Linked DNA regions of Xenopus laevis: region 2 is linked to region 1. A link is a contact called in public Hi-C data. All regions are on one chromosome and are shown on one strand. Each heading gives the region's core, a stretch centred on a gene start, on an enhancer-like site or on the middle of the called end of the contact. The rest is flanking DNA. Distances are from core to core; before and after follow the strand shown.

Evidence for each region. A called contact is a pair of places that touch in the nucleus more often than the background predicts.
Region 2: a contact with region 1 is called in a Hi-C map of the XL177 cell line, with 2.6 times the contacts expected there. The contact joins two enhancer-like sites. A contact is called at or near these places in 2 of 4 Hi-C or Micro-C datasets (the XL177 cell line and the XTC cell line).

What each region holds. Positions count from the first base shown.
Region 1 is chr3L:53,421,780-53,425,103 of Xenopus_laevis_v10.1, reverse strand. The region is part of intron 2 of LOC108710972 (PDZ and LIM domain protein 7-like); the gene reads left to right. Among protein-coding and RNA genes, the nearest start is that of LOC121401477, 15 kb to the right of the region's middle. Within about 2 kb of position 1,648, at least 1 of the 7 cell types and tissues checked has an H3K27ac peak or open chromatin away from gene starts, as enhancers often do.
Region 2 is chr3L:53,509,310-53,512,633 of Xenopus_laevis_v10.1, reverse strand. ddx41.L (probable ATP-dependent RNA helicase DDX41) reads left to right here. Exons shown (of 17, transcript XM_018252231.2): 15 at 1,896-1,967; 16 at 2,095-2,205; 17 at 2,597-3,324. The coding sequence ends at 2,733. Among protein-coding and RNA genes, the nearest start is that of ddx41.L, 9.4 kb to the left of the region's middle. Within about 2 kb of position 1,668, at least 1 of the 7 cell types and tissues checked has an H3K27ac peak or open chromatin away from gene starts, as enhancers often do.

The DNA.
Region 1 (3,324 bases), core at 399-2,898:
CTTCGGAAAGCGAAGCGCCGCATGTGCTTTAGCGCAGGCAAATTTTCATTATAGCGGATGGGAAGACACGCAAAGGCAGTTCGGGGAGATTGTCGGCCAGAAGAAGAGGCGATTAGTCGTCAGGTGACAAAATCTCCCTGAATCTCCTTGTTGTTTATTCATTTTAAAAGAAGTCGGCGTATAGGTCTTTGCTCTGTGAGTTGCAACTGTGCTCCATGGTATATTTTGTCACATGACTTACTAAAACTTGTGTATTATAATAAATAAAGTACCACTTATTGGGAAATATAAGGATATTAGACACCTTAAAGAATGGCAGCTCACTGGGTTGGGCCAAGTATGGGTTGGAAGAGGGCACTTTAGGGTTGGTATGGGTAGACTCATTGTCGACCCACACATCACTACAGGTATTGAGTCCATTATCCTGAAAGATCCAAATTACGGAAGGCCATCTCCTACAGGCTCCATTTTAATAATATAATTATAAATTTTAAAAATTATTTCCCTTTTCTCTGTATTAATGAAACAGTACCTTGTACTCGATATACTGAGAACATACATAGATTACCATTGATGAGCCAAGGAATATGTTCCCTCTGATTTAAGTAGAAAACTTATGTACAGAAGGACAGTTCTACACACACAATAGTTTTGGGTTGCCCTGTTTTTTGGGAAAAAATAGCGTCCTTCTTATGTTTTTAGCAACAGGCTGTGGTGTAGGAAGTGCATTCAACCTTTCCAAACCAGGTGATCGGTTTTCCCGAACCAGCACATTTTAACATGACAATGGAGAGTCAGGGGTGACCCACTGTGTTACCATCGATGTCATATAAAGGCAACATGCAGTAAGTAGTGGGGATTTTGGCTCAGGTTTGTTTCTAGACATGATGTGAGAGAATCAACTTGTTACAGTGAGAAGCAAACTGCTACTCTAGTTAAAGGTCCCTCAGTTACTATAGCGAAGGAAGATGAGGCCGAGCACACTCCTGGAGATTAGATAACGAGAACCCCTGGTGTCCAGTGTTAGGAGTCCGGCGACCTCCAATCTAGCATAAAGTGAGGGAAACACTGGCACACAAGGAACTTTATGCAGGGTTACCCCTTGCGTTTATTAAGTGCGGACGTGCAACGTTTCGGGGCAAGCCCCTTTATCAAGCATGAGCCCTCAGTTACTGTCCCATCCCATCCTTCCTTCCAGCTTAGTAGTAAAAATTACAGGCCTGTCAATTCCCTATGAATAGGAATCTACAGTTAAGATGCTTGCTTTCTCCCAAGGCCACAGTTGATGCTACATCTTGCTTTTAAAGTCCTGTTGTAGCTTCCAGTGTTGATGAGGTTGTCTTTTAATGCTATAACTCAATGTTTTCCTGCAGGGAAGTAGACTTGGGGCTGCAGCGCTGTGACGAATACAGGACCTGCGCATGTTATTGGGGAGTGAAATCTGATATAATACTGCTGTTGGCTATAGTAATGAAACGGGCAGCAACATCTTCGTAGGCCAGTGCAATTCAGATCCTTAGTAAATGAGCGCCCTTTGAATAGAAACAAGTGTATAGGCGGCGCATAGGGACATGCATTTGGAGGCAGTAAAGCATATGTACTGTATGTGTCTAAATGAGAGGAAAATCCTAAGGTCCCTATGAGATGCAAAGCATGTTGAAACCTGAGTGAAGTTGAACTGATGTCAGAGAAATACAGTTGTACTCCTGAAAGTCAGTGCGTGCTGTGTGACTGACAAGGAGGTAGGGAGGGAGTTGTTTGTTTTACGTCTTTCTCCTGTGAGAAAAGGAGACAGGTGGGTAGGGCACCCGGGTGCTGTCATGTGGCTGATCTACTAAAGTGCTGAGCTGAAGTAATTCTGAGTTATAAATACAATCCCCTCCCACCCTCAGGCACAATGCAACCCCCTCCCATCCTCACGCAAATAGACACTATAGAGGCCAAGGGTTTCAATGCTGGAAGATTAGGGGCACCGAACAGGCCCGGACTGGCAATCTGTGGGTTCTGGCAAATGCCAGAGGGGCTGCTATAAGGTTCCATAAAAAGTCAGTATTTAGTGGGCTGGTGGGGGCTGTTTGGGCCTCTGTGTAGGCTGATTGGGCCTCTTTGTACTTAAAATGCATGGGCCTATTTTGACTCTCAGTCCAGACCTGGTACCGAAGCACCATTCCAAAAGGAACCACGCTTGGCCCTATTAATTTATAAATGCTTGTTTGAACAGGCAAAAAATATATATACAGTTAGGTCCATAAATATTTGGACAGACTTTTTTTTTCTAATTTTGGTTCTGTACATTAACACAATGCATTTTAAATGAAACAACTCAGATGCAGTTGAACTGTAGATTTTCAGCTTTAATACAGTGGGTTGAACAAACGATTGCATAAAAATGTGAGGAACTAAAGCCTTTTTTTAAAACAATCGCTTAATTTCAGGGGCTCAAAAGTAATTGGACAATTGACTCGCAGGCTATTTCATGGGCAGGTGTGGGCAATTCCTTTGTTATGTCTATCAATGAAGCAGATAAAAGCCCTGGAGTTGATTTGAGGGGGGTGCTTGTATGTGAAAGATTTTGCTGCTAACAGACAACATGCGGTCATAGAAGCTCTCCAAGCAGGTGAAACAAGCCATCCTTAAGCTGCAAAAACAGAAAAAACCCATCAGAGAAATTGCTACAATATTAGGAGTGGCAAAATCTACAATTTGGAACATCCAGAGAAAGAAAGAAAGCACTGGTGAACTCAGCAACGCAAAAAGACCTGGACGTCCAAGGAAGACAACAGTGGTGGATGATCATTTCCATGGTGAAGAGAAACTGCTTCACAATAGCCAAACAAGTGAACAACACTCTATCCAGGAGGTAGGTGTATCGATATTCAAGTCTACCATAAAGAGAAGACTGCATAAAAGTAAATACAGACGGTGCACTGCAAGGTGCGAGCCACTCATAAGCATCAAGAATAGAAAGGCTAGATTGGATTTTGCTAAAAAACATCTAAAAAAGCCAGCACAGTTCTTGAAAAACATTCTTTGGACAGATGAAATAAAGATCAACCTCTACCAGAACGATGGCAAGAAAAAAGTATGGAGAAGGCATGGAACAGCTCATGATCCAAAGCATACCACATCATCTGTAAAACATGGCGGAGGCAGTGTGATGGCTTGGCCGTGCATGGCTGCCAGTGGCACTGGGACACTAGTGTTTATCCATGATGTGACACAGGACAGAAGCAGCCAAATGAATTCTGACGTGTTCAGAGACACTGTCTGCTCAAATCCAGCTAAATACAGTCAAATTGATTGGGAGGCGTTTCATAATACAGA
Region 2 (3,324 bases), core at 419-2,918, 88 kb before region 1:
AGTGGGAAGAGTGCTGTTGTGTTTATAAATGTCTCTGGATTTTACAAGTAATGTGTCTAAATTTAATTTAATGCTTCTTTGAATTTGCTTCCCAAGCTTTCTTGTAAAAACAATCTCTTGCCTTTAAGTAACTTGTCAAGTTACTTAATGCAGAAGCGCCAACATATATTCAATAAATGTAAAAAATTAAAGCAGGTGGATTCCTATTTAAATGCTCTGGAACTCATAACTGTTTTGGAAGGCTATAAATTGCTGAAGGGTTGCCTTTGGGTCTTAAAATACCAGATGTCCCTGTCAATGAAAGCCCTTGAAGTCCTGTGTAATACTGTTGTTAAAGCACAGCCCAGTGATCCTGTATAAGGTTTCGATTTAAAGCACTTTTGAGCAGGGTCCTCTGATGCTATTTTTAACCCCTGTTTGTAATTGTAAATTACATTGAATCACATTGAAGATTTTGTTCTGTAGAAAAGTGTTATAGTTACTAATCAGTATAGCTTTATGAAGGACAGGTCATGACAAATAAAGTTACTTGACGTAAGGTTTTTAGTGGACTGCCTTGTGGTTCAGTATTGAATCCATCAAGTACAGAGTTGATCCAGTTACTGGTCTGATTGCCCCAGTCAAGTAAATTAAAATTGCTGCATAACTTACTGATAAATGATGATGGGAGCAGAGGTAATCCTACTCCATATAAGAATATTTGGGGTCACCAGTGGGGATCTGTTTTAACTTTCACCCCACCTGCCTGTTCCCTAGCTCTTTTATAAAACCGATGATAAATGGAAGGCATCCATACTTCTCTGAGAACCAGTGGAAGGAGACATTTAATTCTCATCCTTTTTTTAAACCTTATGATAAAATTACAACCAATTTTCATGAACATAAAACGCTGAATTTTATTAGTCAAGAGGTGAAGTGTTTATTCGGTCAATTGTTCTGCATTATATGATGTTCTTCATTGGCCATCTTCATACTGCAGACACTGTCCTCTAAAGCTTAATGGATACACTTTCTTTATTCTTATTTAAAGGAATTGTTCAGTGTAAAAATAAAAACTGGGTAAATAGACTGTGCAAAATAAAAAAATGTTTTTAATATAATTAGGCAAAAATGTAATGTATAAAGGCTGGAGTGACTGGATGTCTAACATAATAGCCAGAACACTACTTCCTGCTTTGCAGCTCACCTGGTTTCCACATACTATCTATTTACCCAGTTTTTATTTGTACACTGAACTGTTTCTTTAAACTCCTTGTGCAACATAATATAGGGCTTGTGCTGAACATACTTTTTGCGTATTGTTTAAATCACACAAACAATTTATGGTTTTTGTTATGTCTTGAGCTAAACAGGGAAATCAAGCTACTCCATGTTTGTTCCTTGTGAGTTAGATAATTCGATTACCAGTGCACAGTTAATCCCTTTACATAAGAGAAGTTGTAATATAATCTTTTTTGCAAAGGCCCAAACATGGAGTAGCTTCAATTTCACTGTTTGCCCTGTTTTAGCTCAAACAATAAGCTTGAGCAGTCGATGTGTCCTCTGATCATACGTCACACACATTTGAATAATGAATGAGCTGGGGGCACTTGCTCGTGTGCATGCTTGTACCCCAACCTCTGCACTGTGTGGGCTGCATAGTAATGCTCATGGGAGGGTAAAAACAATGAAAGCTCAAAATGTTCAAAAAGCTCTCTCGTTTTTCTCTTCCTCTGTAATATCCTCCTTGTGTGTAATTACACTATGACTATAACTCTTTGTAATATATCAGAAATGTACGGAAAAGAATTGCCTCAAATTTTACTTTGGATTTAGGACTTGAATTGATAGTTGTGTCTTATCAGTGTACTTCTAAGGGGCCCTCCCTATAACCATTTCTCACTCTGCCTTTGCAGTTCACAGAATAGGACGTACTGGTCGATCTGGTAACACTGGAATTGCAACTACCTTTATAAACAAGTCTTGTGGTAAGTAGCACTGAAAGAGAGATGTTATACGACTGACATTAAATGAGAAACATCTCATGCAATTAACATTTTTTTACTGTTTACTTTTTAAAGTTTGTCATCGGCCTAACTTTTTTTTTCCTTACAGATGAATCAGTTCTGATGGATCTGAAGGCTCTGCTCATGGAGGCAAAGCAGCGTTTGCCCCCTGTTCTGCAGGTGCTTAATAGCAGTGATGAAACCATGCTGGAATTTGGAGGTGAGCAATTCTATTTAAACTGCATCAACATACTTACGTACATACATACATACATACTATATACATACATACATACATACGTGCATCATTCATATCCAAAATTATTATTTAATTATTATTATTATAATTCATCCATCATTTAACCACAACCCAGTGCATGCAATGAAGCTGAATAAATAAAGGGCATTTGTTTATGAATGGAAAACAACTATAGGGGTGCATATTAATATTGCTCTAAAACAATTTAGTCTGCCTTTATGATATATTGCAATATTGATGATAATTGTAGAAGAACATCTTTGATCTTGACACTGTTTTCTTGTTAAGGGGTATATACACTAAAGGACTTTGAGCTTTATTACCATGTATTGACTGCTTTATTTCTTCTCAGATGAAAGAGGTTGTGCTTTTTGTGGAGGTCTGGGCCATCGTATCACAGACTGCCCCAAGTTGGAAGCCATGCAGACAAAGCAAGTCAGCACCATTGGAAGGAAGGATTACCTTGCTACCAGCTCAATGGATTTCTGAGGAAGAGACACATCCAGGGTGCTTAGATATGGTGTGCAAGCCTTTGGGGCCAGTAGTGTGCACTATTTTTCAACATGGGTAATGTTGCATTGCAACAATGCAAGAAACATTTAGATCACAAACTGCAGAAGCTTTACCAGCTGTATGGATCTGAATTTGGACTCTTTTCACTGGTATTCAACATTGAACTAAAGGGACCAGATGTTTGACTTTCTGTGAAATGTTTTTTCTGGTGCCAAGCATGGGAGATCTCCTGTTCACGCCCAAGAGGTCAGAGTGCATTAAAAAAATTAATTATGCACTTCAAAAGAAGCTCTGTGAATACAAGTATCTCTTGCCTTGTTTTCTTGTCATTCTTTATAGGATACAATAGATACAAGTTTTCGTATCACAAACATTTCTTAGGAATTGTTAATGTGGCAAATGGCAAAATGTAATATTGTAGCTTAGGTTGGACTTAAAGATATAACCTTTTATTAGTTGGCTGCATGAAGCTAATGTTATGGGAACTGCCCGCAGTAACCTCCAGTTCCTCAGTTGTCTTTTAGAGCTCTGTTATTTAGGGCTGTCTTTGTTCAGCCTCCTTAATCA